Regions from separate parts of the Triticum aestivum genome. Here region 1 is linked to region 2. A link is a contact called in public Hi-C data. All regions are on one chromosome and are shown on one strand. Each heading gives the region's core, a stretch centred on a gene start, on an enhancer-like site or on the middle of the called end of the contact. The rest is flanking DNA. Distances are from core to core; before and after follow the strand shown. Region 1 holds the start of LOC123110458. Region 2 holds the start of LOC123110453.

Region 1 (7,582 bases), core at 3,316-5,815, 600 kb before region 2:
TGCAAGCATGTATTCTCCTCTTTATTTCACCATGGATTGGTGACAGTTGAAACGCATAGGAGCAGTATAGATGAATGTCCTGAAATTTATCAAGTGACATATATGACTAAACTTTTGAAGATTCTCTATGGGCAATGTAGGAGATCTAAGTTAGGCTGCTAAACCAACTACAAAAATAATAATATTTAGGCAATATTTCAAGTGAATGGGTAAGGAATTGATAAAATGGAGAGCTGCACTATCATCATGAACAGGAGGAAAAAGCATAGACAATTAAGAATATTTGTCTTAGTTCAGAACCATAATGTTGGTTCAGAATCAGTGTTATGTCATGCTATCCAGGTTTTCGCCCCATGATACTCGTTTCGATGGCGAGCGAGTATGGTGGGTTTTCTGGTAGTGCTAGAACTCGCTTTACTTCTTTCCCTCCCCCTGTCCTTCTCGTTTGAACTGGTTGTATTTCCGTTCTTTGCAATGGAAAGGGGTAAAGCCCAGTTCTAAATTTTTTTTAAGAATATTTGTCTTAGTTCAGAACATACATGAACATGACTATAGACACACAAGATTTATTTTCCACAATATGCACAATTTATTTTAAAGAAATCCATGTTGCTTTATAGTAGGAAGAACACACATGCAACGACAAAATTACAAAAAGGTAAGATCCGAGTAACTATACAGATAGGCGATACAATAAAATGTAAGACATGTCAACATAGAGCACTGTGTCCAGGAGCAGTTCTTAGGAATAGCAGTCAAATACATCATATAATAATGGGATCCAACACAATCAACCCATGGTACCTTTTCTACCTAAAAAGCATACAAAAATATGATATAGATGTTTCTTCTGATCTTCTCTACCAAATATTATCAGTCTGATCTTCGTGACTATGATCAGTCTAATAAAATATGCAAACCATATGATTACTACGAAAAAGATGGACACAAATTTGTGAGCTTCCTTGTGCACAAATCAAAATACATGTGCAATGAATGTCAAAAGAAAATCAAGTTTCCAGATAAGCAACCTTGGTTTGGTATATGTGACAAAAGTTGTTGTTTCATATTAGTTTCTACCATACTTCTACTATTGTAATTAGGCCTGGTTAATTTATAGAGATGATTTGTCATATAAAATAAATATGATATAGATGAAATGAACACTGCAGATACACAGAATTAGTGGTTTTATGATTAAACATTGCCAAGATATAGACAAAGTGAACACTGCATATAGACACAAAATTAGTGGTTTTATGATTAAACATTGCCAAGATATAGACGAAGTGAACACTGCATATAGACACAAAAATAGTGGTCTTATGATTAAACATTGTGAAGGCCACTGTTGTGGCATGGCGAGGCACCAGTGAAGCGCCGCTTGCCTCCATCCCAAGGTGGGCTACACTGATCCACCCAGCACGCAGATAGCCGCGCAGATCTCTAATCCAGGGTCTTCCCCACAGCACAACTCCACCATGCTGACCAACTTTGCCTACACCATGGATCCGACCAACCACCACCTCAGCATAGCCATCCAGAAGAATATCCTGCCTCCATTCCCACTCAGGTCCATAGTCCTCTTCTTTTCGGGACTGTTACATGGAATACAAATGCCAATTTATTTGCTGGTGGTAATTGCATTTTCCATGCATTTTAAGCGTTCTTCACTCAGGTGCTTGCTAATTTGTGAATAAATGCATCTATGTTCACACAGTCTGATTTTAGATTACACTGAAATTATAAAACAATGAATAGCTCATTATGTTATATTGGAATATAAAGTAGAAAGGAAACCGGGGAATGGGTAATCATATATTGGTCTGTCTCAAAAGAGGGGAATTGCTTGGTCAGCAAATATATCTATCTGCACATTCTACATAGTATAGATACTACAGATACGTGTTCGATGGAAGATGGTTTCAGGGTCTTATTATGACAGCAAAAAAAGTAAACAAACTGATTGTTTGTATATTCAGGGTAGAATTAAGCTCACAAAATAACATTATGCCAAATGATAAGCATGTATGAGGAAAACTAAATGTTCAATAAAGATTTATCTAGGACATATGGTGTAGTGACTTTTCCTGGAAGAACATATTTCGCAACAATTTGAATAAACCCAAATGCAGGCCGCAAAATTTGTTCATCGAGGGGTTATCAAGATTCACAATATAGCTAAGATAATCTGTGCATCACTGATTTATGACGATAAGAAATATGTCCGGCCCTATAGAAACACCATTCATCTTAGTAACCTTAATTATCATAGCAGACACATTTGGTTGAGAGCATAAAAATTATAAACCATAAACCAGTCATACTAACACCAAAACCATGATGAACTTTAAAGAAGATCAGTTTTTCCATTCGGAAGAAAAGGCATCAAAGAGGAAAATGGGGAAGAACTCACGTGAGCAAAGTCAACAGAATAATGCGTAGATCCTGCTTATGCTCAGCGCAATCAAGGTTACAGAATTGTTGACAAAATCCCAAACTGAAGAAACGGCAGCGTTCCAGCAAGATCCTCTTCCATGGCAGTCATGTGCAAACACGTGTTGAACTGCTCCGTTGCACTGCGCTCGGTCACGCCGGTGAACTCCAGGCCAATTATTCCAGTGTCACATCACATGATATATCCATGCAAGACTCTTCTGACCGTGGTAAGTGTGAGCTGCATTCGTACAGAAGTATCCATATATACATGTGCATAATCCAGTGCTAGGAATATGTCTGCCCTTACAGAAACACCATTCATCTTAGCAAGCATCTCACTCCTAATTAAATAAGCTATACGGCTAGAGTAACCATCTACTTGCAATTTCCAAGCCACTCTTCATAAATACTATACCCCATGGTATATGGCCATGTCAAAAAGTGAAATCAGATGAAACTCAACAATCATATGGTACATGTCCATGTCAAAAAGTGATACCAGATAAAACTCACCTACATACGAAAAAATAAGCATCAAAATATAAGAAAAATGAAGTACCAGTGACAATGAGAATAGGGACTTATCCATACCACCATCTTTGTCAATAAGAACTTTTCTTTCCCTAAACTTCCTGAACCTTTAGCTTGTGTGGCTGCGATATTCTTGAAATGCCAAATTGTATGAGAACAATCACGATTATTTATGTAAAAAGGAGATATCTGTATATTCTGATCTGGAAGTGTTATATATGATAATAGTGTAACAAATACGCATGTACATGTACACCTAGTAAGTTTACGGTTTACAGGACACACATCGACCAAATATACAGCAAAAGTTCACTTCTGAATTTAGGCAAGCAACATATAAAGAACTCATATTAAGATACAACCAACAATGTGTGCACATACAAGAAACATATGCATGTCAATTCCAGATATTTGAATGAACCTAAGTAAAATATTACATGACCTTTGAATTTATACTATACAATGCTTAGGCTGTAGCATTACCTGTTCCATTTCTGTCAAAAGAACAACCTGAACTCGGCCTGCAGCTTTACACCAAAAATAAGACCAATAACTTGTAGGCATCACACAATGAACTTCGTAGCTACAGCAGGAGGTTTGTGACCAAATTATGCACTTAAATGAGCAGAAGCACACACAAAAATTAATTTGTGGTCAATATTCAACCTGGTAGCAGATATATCATCAAAATTCTCAGGTATATCATTACAGTACTTAATCCCCATCGACAATATATCAATTAGATTTATATCTTCGAACCTGCAACAAATCTAGAAATTAAAGAACGTTGTTCAAGAAGATTTATATAAGACATGAAGAATGTAATATTCTAACTATAAATACTCTCTTGCACACCAAATAAGATAGCCTTATGCAGAACATATGAACGTGATAGTAGTGTTCAAGAGAGAGGGAGAGATCACTTTGTTCAAACTTTTCATCAAGATTCACCCTCTTCTCTTTTTCCTCAGGTCTGCATATGTGTGTTTAAAAAACCATAAATCAAGGAGGCTGCATATTGGCAACCTAGATTGGGGACAGGTACCATGGCCAGCACCGTCTGGAACTCCAGCCTCGCTGTTACTTCCCTCACTGCCATTCTCCTCATCCTCCACACCCACCAAGAAGATCATGCCGCCCTGCTCGCCTAGATCCAGAAGCACGGCGCGCGGCAGCAGCAGATAGAAGATCAGTCGCATGGGTGAGAAAGAACAGAGATTGCGCCAAAGCCAAGCCGTCCACGGCAGCAGCACCGGCGCAAGAACGGCAGCGACGCGGGCGCAACAGGCGGCAAGTTCTCAACAAAGAAGAGCACAACCGCCCAAGAGGAGGCGGATCTGCCACTCCTCTTCGCCTACCCCATCCATCGGTCTGGCCGTGTTGCCGGGTGCGCGGAGGCAGGGGAGGAGGAGAGGCAGGGATGGAGAGGGTGGTGGCAGGGGAGGAGGACGTGGCGGCGGCGGAGGAGACGAGGCGACCGAGAGGGAGGAGGGAAGCGGAGGCGGCGGCCAGAGAAGAGGAACGGGGAGAGAAGAGATAGGACATATTTTCACTGGAGAGGGAGGGGCCGCCCAATCCCGTGCTCGCTATAGTCCACCCCAATCCTGCGCTCGATGCTGTTCACCCCTTTTCTCACCCGAGACACGCGCAGACACACTACAACGGTGGACCCACGGGTAAATAAGGCCCACCCGTCATCCACTGAAGCACAAAACAATAACAAGGAGAGAAAGGAACGCTTGGATTTTTGACAGCGAGGTTGATCGTGTGAACGAAAATTACGGAGCGACGCAAGTGACGTGGCTGGTGCCGCTAGGTAGGCGCACTAGCTCATCCTTTATATGTTCAATGTGGATGCCAGAAGTGAAATATGAGGGTTCGTCTGGATGCGTCCGCGGGCGTCTCCGGCCATCCGCGAACGTATAGGGACCGGATTTATCAAAGTCCGGCTATAGAGGGCGTTGACATGTGTCCCTTTCAGTGCATTTTTCAAACTCAGTCGGAGCTGCGTATAATCGAAGGAAGATGACAGCCAGTACGTAGCTCGATTTGAGAGAGATTTCATGCTGATCATCTGTGTTCGATCTGAGTACCATGCCAATCCCTTGCGGGGCAGCAGGCGCACTATATGTGAGTCGGTGGACACACCACGGGAGCTTGCCGCACAGCGGAGAAGCCGGAAGGAGGACGTTCGACCGCCCAGCAAAACAGTAGTCGCCCGAGAGATCGCAAGGGACAGAAACGTCTCGTGCGACTCAGTTGGGCAAAAAGAGGTTAAATGCAGGTTAACTAAATGTACCCTGCTCAACTGTTCTTGTGCATTTCAGACGGAAAAGAAAACAGTTGTTGTGGGACAAGTAGTCATTTCTCTTGGTTTAATTTCACTTAGCTCGCTTTACATAGCCAGTGCATCAGACGGTTTATTACCGGCCGATATCGACAAGAGAGGCCTCACAATCAAGCAGTACATAAATAAATACTATATACGTGATGCGCATCCTATACAGCAATACTATGCACACTTTTACTGTACAACACACCACGCCTTTCCTCGGGCCGTCGTCAGTCCGACCCGCCCCCGCCGCAGCACAGCTCCGTGCAGCACTCGAAGCAGCCGAGGAAGGAGAGGGCGGCGCAGGCCTGCACCAGGACGACGGCGCACCGGTCGTTCATCTTGCTGCAGCAGTTGATGAAGCACATGCAGCAGCAGCAGTCCGTCACGCGGGCGCAGCAGCCGCCCACCGCCTTCCCGAACATCTCGAATTTATCCGGCGCCCTCGTGTCCCCGAACCCCGAGGTTAGGTTCTCTGTCGTCGCCGTCACGCTGCCGAAGCCAAGTGTCAGGCCCTGCAGCAGCGTCGCTGAAGGCTCCTCTGGTTTCTTTGGTTTCCGTTTTCCCTGCATAAGTGCAGCAGTAAGCTTGATCACATATTCTCTGAACTTTCTTTGAAGACACTAGAGCGTAGTATACTATGAATCAACACGTATCGTCTGAAGAATTATGTTAATAGGCAATGCAGCATACTGAGTTCTAAGCGAGACCTGCTCCGTTTGTTTTCTAGATGGAACTTAATCTTTGATTATTCTGAGTTGGCAATATCAACCGAGACATGATAAAGAAGGATGAATCTGTTGGGACAATATGATTACCTGTTGTGCTGGATCTATTTTTTCCATGATGGTTTGAAGTAGGACCGTCCGTGTGTACTCCGAAGGAATGCCATTTTGTATGCTCATTTTCGCCACCTGTTTGTTCAAATAATGTGAGCGCTGGAGCAGATTTTAGAAACAATGTTATTCGTTAAGGTGAATATTCCAACTTTAAGCTTCCAGGCACATCACAAAAGAATAAAAGATAATTTCAAGCAAGGATATATTAAACTTTGATTGCAGTAAAAAGAACGAAATGACTTCCACAGAGAAAAGAAAGCTTGATGTCCTAGAATATGCAAAAGTATGCCGCGCCTTACATAAAGGAACTGGCCAACATGTACAGGGACATAGTAGTCATGAATTTAATGCACATTCGCGTAGCGATTAAGGAGTTATCAATACAAGAAATTAGAGGCATAGCGATTAGCAACATGAAGACATGGTATGAATGCCCTCTTATAGGATGACCAACGCCTGATGCATAAAAACCGAATAGATTAGAGCATCTCTAGCCCTTTCTAAAAGCCCTTTAGCCCCCTGAAAAAACCATTTAGGAAGTTAGCCCCAGCAAGTCCTTCCCCTAAAAACTTAATCCCTCAAAATTATCACTGCTTTGAGTTCATCTTGCTTCCCTACATGCTCCCAGTTCACCCACTTCTCACTTCAAAACACCTTCCTGAAGAAGCTTTTAACCCCAAACCAACCTCCACCCCCACCTGCTCAAATTTAGGCAGAAAACTCCTAATCTCAGTAAATTCTCTTCGATTTCTCGTCTTCCCTGCCGACCTCTGGCGAGACTCCGGCGACAATTTTTAGGGGAAGGGATATAGATGCACTTACAACTTGCAGTGCCCAACTAGCACTAGGGCTCTGCTTCAGACTCTGACACAACTGACTCACATATCCCTATTTCTTTAATCCAGCTACATTGTTGTAGTAACCAAACTGGACTCTAATTGTGCTAATAACACCACAACACTACCAAGTACGTGATAACCATGTCTTGTGTTTAGTGATCCTCTCACATTTTGCTATAATTTATTCTCTAATCTTGACATCGAGTTCAGTGGAGTGGAGTGCCCTTAAAGTAACCACTTGAACATTGTCATATCAGGTTAATACCTAACACTAACAGGCAGAGCTTAATTTAAGAATGTGAAGTCAGAATCAGATGTGATGAGAGGTATTAGCCCAGAATATACGTTACCATTTGCTCCAGTTGCTTGTTTTCAGAAAGCCATGCTTTTGCTGTTAGAAGGTCCATCTGTTGCTTTGCCAACACCTGAAATTGGAAAATAAAATGGATTATAAAATCTTGAGTAACCTTTCACATAATATTTCCCAGTTACTACCCTCAACAACAATTCCACAAGCTTACTATTTAACGCACACTTAGAGCACATCTTGAGCTCAACGGCTCTGTAATCTTGTTAGGACAACAATAGTTCTAAATTCTTAT
Region 2 (6,924 bases), core at 4,212-6,711:
TTTTGTGCCAGAATAATTGAACACTTGTGTTGTCGAGATTTACAAGAAATAGAACCAAGTTCTTCTGATCTGGTTAAAGAGAACACAAGTGTCGAATCAAACTTGTCATCATCTTTACATCCACCATGCTTTTGAGGCCCTGAATTTGTGCTGGATCGAATCGATTCGTACACAGCAAGAATATACGAAAGTTGGTAGTAGGAACTTTTACGTATTGAGGAGCCCAATTCAGCATCCTAATGAAATACCAAAGTATCAGCCTTGAATTACCCCAATAAAGATTTAAAATCTTACAAAAATGCTGATGCATTGAAGGAACTAATATTTTAAAAACCCATGTACAATGGGTACCTGGGGATCTACCAACCAGCCATGGTGTAGAGGGACACCAAGAAAACCAAATATTGCGGTTTCTGAGGTCTGCTCAAAGCCACAAGAGCTGAAAAATGGACATCATAAACATTATACTCTGAGAAGGACAATCGCACACACACGCAATTAAATCAGTATCACAATCACCTGGCAAATGTCACATCAAAGTATAAACTGCCCGGAAGCTTCGGCAATACACCAAGAACTTGTTTATTGAACTCTGATAGTTCCAAGTTCTGTTCCAACTGCAGTATAAGTGGACAGTAGCTTAGCTTTCAGTTAATGAACATTCCTTTGCAAAACAATTGCATCTATACAGTTGCATACCTGCATTTGTGTATTGCCATACAAAAGATAACTTTGTACAAGATAGATGAGATGGCCCTCTGACACCTTCTCGATATCTATATTGAGAGTTATCTTCTCTCCAAGCAGGAGAGCGTTGCCTGCAGTGGCACAGAAAATGAGGAGTGAATGAACTCTGTCCTAGGCATTTCCAATGTAGATTTAATCTATTGAACTTGTTGGATTGTACACGCGCATGTAAAAGTAAGTAAACAGCGCCGATTCTGGGTAACCGGCCAAGCCACTAAAAATTGTGTATCCTCGTTGAAAAAAGAAGTTGCCAGGGAGCAGCCACATTGACTTACATAGTGCTACTAAGGAGCAGCGTGTATTCTTATTCTTGAGAATAATGCGTGTGCGCCGGCCAAAAAATTCAATAAGCCTTGTCGCATACCACACAACAGAAGTGACACCTTTCTTCTTTTTCTTCTTCCCTCCCATATCAAATGGCACTTGCTGTTCTCGTAACTAGGAAGGAGAGTGCATAGTTGGCAAAACATTATTCAAATGAAACAACGAACATTCACAATATCCAAGAGGCACAAAAACATATGCTAATTTCCTTATCAAAGAACAACAGACAACTAAGGAAGATGGCAATACTTCATGCCTATAGTAGATGTCATCAGACTTGAGTTTCAAATAAGGGAATACAGCTCAAAGACAAACTTGAAACACTGGTACGTCAATATGATCCTATAGCCCAAGAGTGAAATTGTATCCTAGATGGGTTCCTATTTCATGTGTTTCCTTAAATTATGCACGGACTTCTTCACACTGACCTTAACATTTAATTATTAAAAACACTTCAATGAATTTCAACTGTAAAAACTTCAATGGATCATCTTGAAACAAATATTACCTCCGCCATGGTTTTTTTATAGATCATCAATTCATCTTCGATTATTTCATCCACTTTTCTGTACCCTTCAAGCTCAGGACATAAATCAGCTTCAGATATAAGAATGCCATGAATAATACTGTTCAAGAAAGATAAATTCATTAGATTACAGACCCACATGCAGTAATCATAGATATTCTTTCTATATACCCACTGTGAGTATGCTTAACCTACTCGGAATAGAAGTTGCATGGCAGGCTAGCAAGAACTAACAAGAAAAGGCAGAAGACGGAACATAAAAGACACAATGCCAATGTTAACAGAAGCAAAAACAGGTGGGTCTAGTAAAAAAACTATATCTTGTCATCCAGAGATCTACAGTAAACACTACTTTATACCCATTCAACTAAACCCAGTCATAGAATCAACATTCTAAGCATATCTTACAGGTTTCATCTTGAATGCTATTTTCACTTGCAGTAAAGAAGCGCACAGCAAAAGGTAGAAGTTATAATTGCACACTATGAGATGACAGCATGCAGCAAATGAAAAGTGTTTTTTATACGACTTTTGTGTGAAAATACATTATTCAAAAATACAACTGTTATAAACATGGAAAAGTGTTTATATACGACTTTTGTGTGAAAATACATTATTCAAAAATACGACTGTTATAAACATGGAGAAGTGTTTTTTTTATAAATACATGTAAAATAAAGCACAAATTCAAATGAAAGTGATTGTTCTTACACATCGTATTTCTCTTGATTTGTCTTAAGTACTTCGTGGCCATATTGCACAGCCTGTTTATCGGCACGATATAGGAAATACTCGCGACCTTCATTTCCAAACCCTGGTATTCATAAAGTGCATACCAATTTTAACACAATAGGAACAATGTAATGACAAAAAAAAGTATTGATGTAATACGTCATCCCACAATCATGTTGGTCTGATTATTCCTTAAAAATGAGCAATAATTGTATTATCCATGTGATCATGACAAAAAATATATACAACCCATACGTTGATGTTGTAATTATTAACATTACATAACGCACTTACCAAGCTGAGAACCAGGAGCATTAGTAACAGCAATCATTCTTATGTGATCTGCAAGGAGGCGGTATGCCGTATCAACTCCATCTGTGTCAGCAGCACCAACTTCACCAGAGTAGTCCCGGATTCCTCGACCAGTACACTACATATATGCATATAAGTCATTATTACATGTCATTGACCATGGAAATCAATAATATTACACAGCCAGTTATCGTTTGCAACAAAAGGTAACTTGAAGTGGACATGGAAAACTTACACAGCTCATGCTGAAAAATATGTCATCGTAGACATCTAATTCATAGTGGCTTTCTTTATTTTGAAGAATGGCAGCTAAACTTTCAAGATTAATCCCTGTTAAGACATGCTTAGCTTGCAAAGGCTTCAAGACATGCTTAGCTTGCAAAGGCTTCAAGACGCCACCTGCTTGCATATTGAACTAAAAAATGAAGAAAGAAAATATAGGTGAGTATAAGCACAGAGATTGTGTAGCAATAGAAGAAGCTTCATTTATGCATGCAAAAGATCTTAATACAAGAATAGAAAGCCAACCTCAACAAAAACAAGACGGCTTATCTCAATAAATTTGCCATCCTTTATGTTGATTACGGAACCAACACCATCTTTGCTATCCGAACAATCGAAGAAAAATCCAATGCATGGCCCACAGGGACCAGTTTCACCAGTCATCCAAAAATCAGCCTATTCAAGCACTCAGTCAATAAATGTCCACAAAAATTCAAAGTAAAATTGATAAGACATTACAGGTACCTTAGACATGGCAGGCATGATTCTTTCTTCCGCTAGGTATTTCTGCAATGTATTTTTTGACTCATTGTCTGAACTCAAACCAAGGGACGTATCACCACTAAAGTATGAAGCATATATTCTGGACTGAGGTAACTTGTATTTCTGCATATTAAAGAACGAGCAATCAATAGGTAATAAGGTGGCCTTAAATAGAAGATCAGACAATTCTGGACACTATTTTTTCCATGTAGCTTACAGGAACAACTCGCGTGCACACACAGACACAAAGGAACTTTTAAGCATGTGTTAACACCGCTCCCTCAAATTGCAGAGATATAAATATCATCTTTTAAGCAGGCTTCCATCATATCAAATAAAGTAGACCCTGGCACTAACACTAAGTTTAAAATCTGTTACAATTGCTACCTCATAAACTATACCCAAAGCTTTTCACTATTAACACAACTCATGAAACAAGACTACACGGAAACAATAGGAGAGCAGAAACTGTACCTTGTTGAGAAGACTGAATAATAACCTGATGGCTTCCTCCTTAAAGTAGTCCCCAAAAGACCAACTTCCAAGGACTTCTGTGAATCTATGGTAAGTAGTGTCGTTTTTGAAGTGATCAATCACTTCATCGTCATCACCACCCACAGTAATGCATCTCAGCGAAAAGCAGGTGCGATGACTCCCTCTGCCATTAAGGGTCCCCTTGAACCGGTTCAAACATGTATGAATAAGAGGCACCTTGGTATCAACTACGGGGATAACCGGGGTTGATGACAACTGCACATGCTGATTTTCCACGAAATAGGAGAAAAACGTCTCACGAACATCCTCCACCGGCCAGGGCTGACTTATCGCCATCACCGGGCGAACCTCACTCTGGATGGCGTTGTCGGCGGCCGGCTCCTGCCTTCACTTAATTGCAATTCTCTCACTTCTTGATTCAGTCCCCCCCCCCCCCTAGCTTCGTGAATCTCGCTGCTCGGGCTTCTTGAAAAGATTTAGAACCTTTCTAGAGACCAACCTGAAACCAAAACAATAGAGGCAAATCTTAGTGATGTGTCAATAAGATACATAATTTCAGTGATCTGTCAGTTTGTTTGTTCAGTGAGATACATATATTTCTTCCTCGCAAACAATATTTCAGGTTAATATGCCAAGCAAATTTCAGTAGCAGCAGACCATACTTGAACGAATTTGTAAACTAGCTACCTTGCTAGACAACAAACAGGCAACTTAGAGCTGAAGCATCATATCAAACAAAGACACAGTCCAAGAAATAAAGCTTCTCATTAGTTACATTGTTATTTCAGCTTGAATGCATCACTGTAACTCTGCTGAATTTGGAAAGCCAATACAGCAGAATCACGTGTGTGGAGCAGCTGCAGCCTGCAGCTAAATAAACACCAAAAACTTTGCTAATCTCGATATCACTATAATATGAAACTCCAGTCCAGATGTAGTGTGTGGTGTGTGGAGATCCATCCTGAAACTGAAACTGAAACTTAAGGAAGGATCTTGATACGCAACAAGCAACTAACTCAGATGCTCTGTTCTAGAGCAGAAATTGTTTCAATACTAGAATGTAGAGGTGAATTCTGCAAGCCAAAAACGAATTGCATTGTGAGGATGGTAAGGGCGAACCTCACTCGGGATGGCGTTGGCGGCGGCCGGTTCCTGCCTTCACCCAGAGACTACTTGCGCTCCGCTTCAGCGTCTCCTCCTCTCCTGCCTGCGACTCCAGGTGTCGCCGATGGGGAAGGGGACGCTGCCTGCAATCCAATCGCAGAATCATATAAGAAGCAGAAAGAGAAGCGGAAGGAGAAGGAGATGACGCGAACGAGAAGATGGGGGAGCGGATCTGAAGGAGGGCCACCTGGATCTGCTCTCGGCGTTGGAGGAGGACACGCTGGAGCGGAGGCGTCGGCGACGACGGCGGCGGGCTGGCGGCGGCCGTCCGAGAGTGGATGTATTAGGGTTCGGAAAGGAGTCAATGGAAGAGGAGAAACCGGGGTAGGTCTGCCGGGGCGGGGCGGGGCGAAACGGGGATTTTGGGGCGGGTCGTGATATGGAGCGTGTACAGCTGGGTGAAAAGCGCCTGCGACCACCACGGGCTAGTGGGTGACCGGTGGGGCCAGCGGGGCGGTGCAAGTGGGGACGGGATGTCAGTGTGAGAGAAGCGGAGCCTTGCTGGGGAAAAGACGCAGGATGAAACCGGCGCGTGCGCGTGCGAATATACGGGGACGTGATGCAGGATCTTTCACTGGCGTGTGGGGCAGAGAAAGCTGAAAGGTTAGGTGGGTCCACGCGTCATTGGTCAAGGGTCGAGAGTAATGATGTGGGCAGTTGTTTCGTGGCACCGTGGCTGGCATGCGGCTACGCGCTCCACGTACAGTTTCCCACTGGGAGGAGCGGCTATTGGTAGCTAAGGGAGACGCTTGCAAAGACGCTAAGGGCCAGTTCTTTGGACTCGATTCTGAAGAATCGCTGCGTGGAAAATCACAATCGTAAAAGAACTCATTGCTTCTCCAGGAATCGTCTAGAATCACCCACAATCGGCAGTGTATTTCAGAATCGAGCAAACTTGACGATTCTGGCGATTCCCGCAAAGCAAAACGATTCAGTTTTAGCAAATACCCCTATTGGATGTAGAAATTACCCCCAATATGCCACTCGGGCCAGCCGACCGACAGAGAGGCCCAGCCGAAAGTACTCGTCGATTCCCCCCAGTCGCTCGTCCCCATCGCTCATCCCCATCCCCGTTCGACCTAGGGTTGGCGCCGCCAGCCGGATTCCCCGCCCCGAAATCGTCAGCTCCGTCGCCGGCGGTCCTCTACAGGGCATCCCCGTCCAGTCCACAGCCACCCCCGACCCCTCGGCGCCGGCAGCAGGAGGCGAACCGGCTTCCCCGCCCCGACCCAACCGCCCTGCAGCAGGAGGCCCCGGCGTCGACCGAGCCCACTTCACCGGTGTTGGTGAGCTCCTCTCTATCTCATCCTTTCTCCGCTTCTCTCTGTCATATCTCTGTTACATATTAGTTCAACTCTGTTTGCATGAATCAAAAAAATTATACGGCTACTTGTTTGCTTATGATGTTTTCGATTTGTATGGTTATTTGGTTAGTACGAAATTTGTATGATTGATTGCTACTGTTCGAACTCTGTTTATAGCAATGAAAAATTGCATGAATGATTGCTACTGTATGAATTTTGTAGTGGTATGAAATGACTGCTGCTTAGTAAAAAAATAGTTTACATTTAAACGTTCACATATTGATGTTGTAGATGGAGAAAGTGAAGTATCCAAAAGCAATTTGGGATAGTGCGGCTCATTTCATTTATATGGATGTGTGCGTAGAGGAGGTGCGAGCAAATAACCGGGCCCCTGGAGGCACCACTTTGTCCGATATAGGACAAGCTAATTTGCTTACTAAGTTCAATAAGCGCTTTGGGCGTGGCTATTCGCACTTGCAATTAAAAAACAGGTGGGATGCATGTAGAGGTGATTATGCCATATGGAAGACATTGGTTCAAAAAGCTTCTGGCATT

What was found. A called contact is a pair of places that touch in the nucleus more often than the background predicts.
Region 1: a Hi-C map of leaf shows a contact between it and region 2, with 4 times the contacts expected there. The contact joins the promoter of LOC123110458 here to the promoter of LOC123110453 in region 2. A contact is called at or near these places in 3 of 5 Hi-C or Micro-C datasets (all in leaf).

The regions. Positions count from the first base shown.
Region 1 is chr5B:70,434,295-70,441,876 of IWGSC CS RefSeq v2.1, reverse strand. It overlaps LOC123110458, which reads right to left and starts at 4,565. Exons shown (of 5, transcript XM_044530982.1): 1 at 3,997-4,565; 2 at 3,637-3,729; 3 at 3,454-3,553; 4 at 2,417-3,092; 5 at 1,216-1,598. The coding sequence starts at 4,169. The coding sequence ends at 3,063. LOC123110457 reads right to left here. Exons shown (of 13, transcript XM_044530978.1): 11 at 7,331-7,405; 12 at 6,121-6,216; 13 at 5,245-5,868. The coding sequence ends at 5,533.
Region 2 is chr5B:69,840,131-69,847,054 of IWGSC CS RefSeq v2.1, reverse strand. It overlaps LOC123110453, which reads right to left and starts at 5,461. Exons shown (of 32, transcript XM_044530972.1): 1 at 5,253-5,461; 2 at 5,021-5,148; 3 at 3,881-4,400; 4 at 3,389-3,529; 5 at 3,170-3,319; 6 at 2,877-3,056; 7 at 2,624-2,759; 8 at 2,309-2,411; 9 at 1,580-1,697; 10 at 1,023-1,185; 11 at 700-818; 12 at 520-617; 13 at 352-439; 14 at 44-236. The coding sequence starts at 4,237. LOC123115704 reads left to right here and starts at 6,127. Exons shown (of 3, transcript XM_044536810.1): 1 at 6,127-6,351; 2 at 6,661-6,924. The coding sequence starts at 6,661.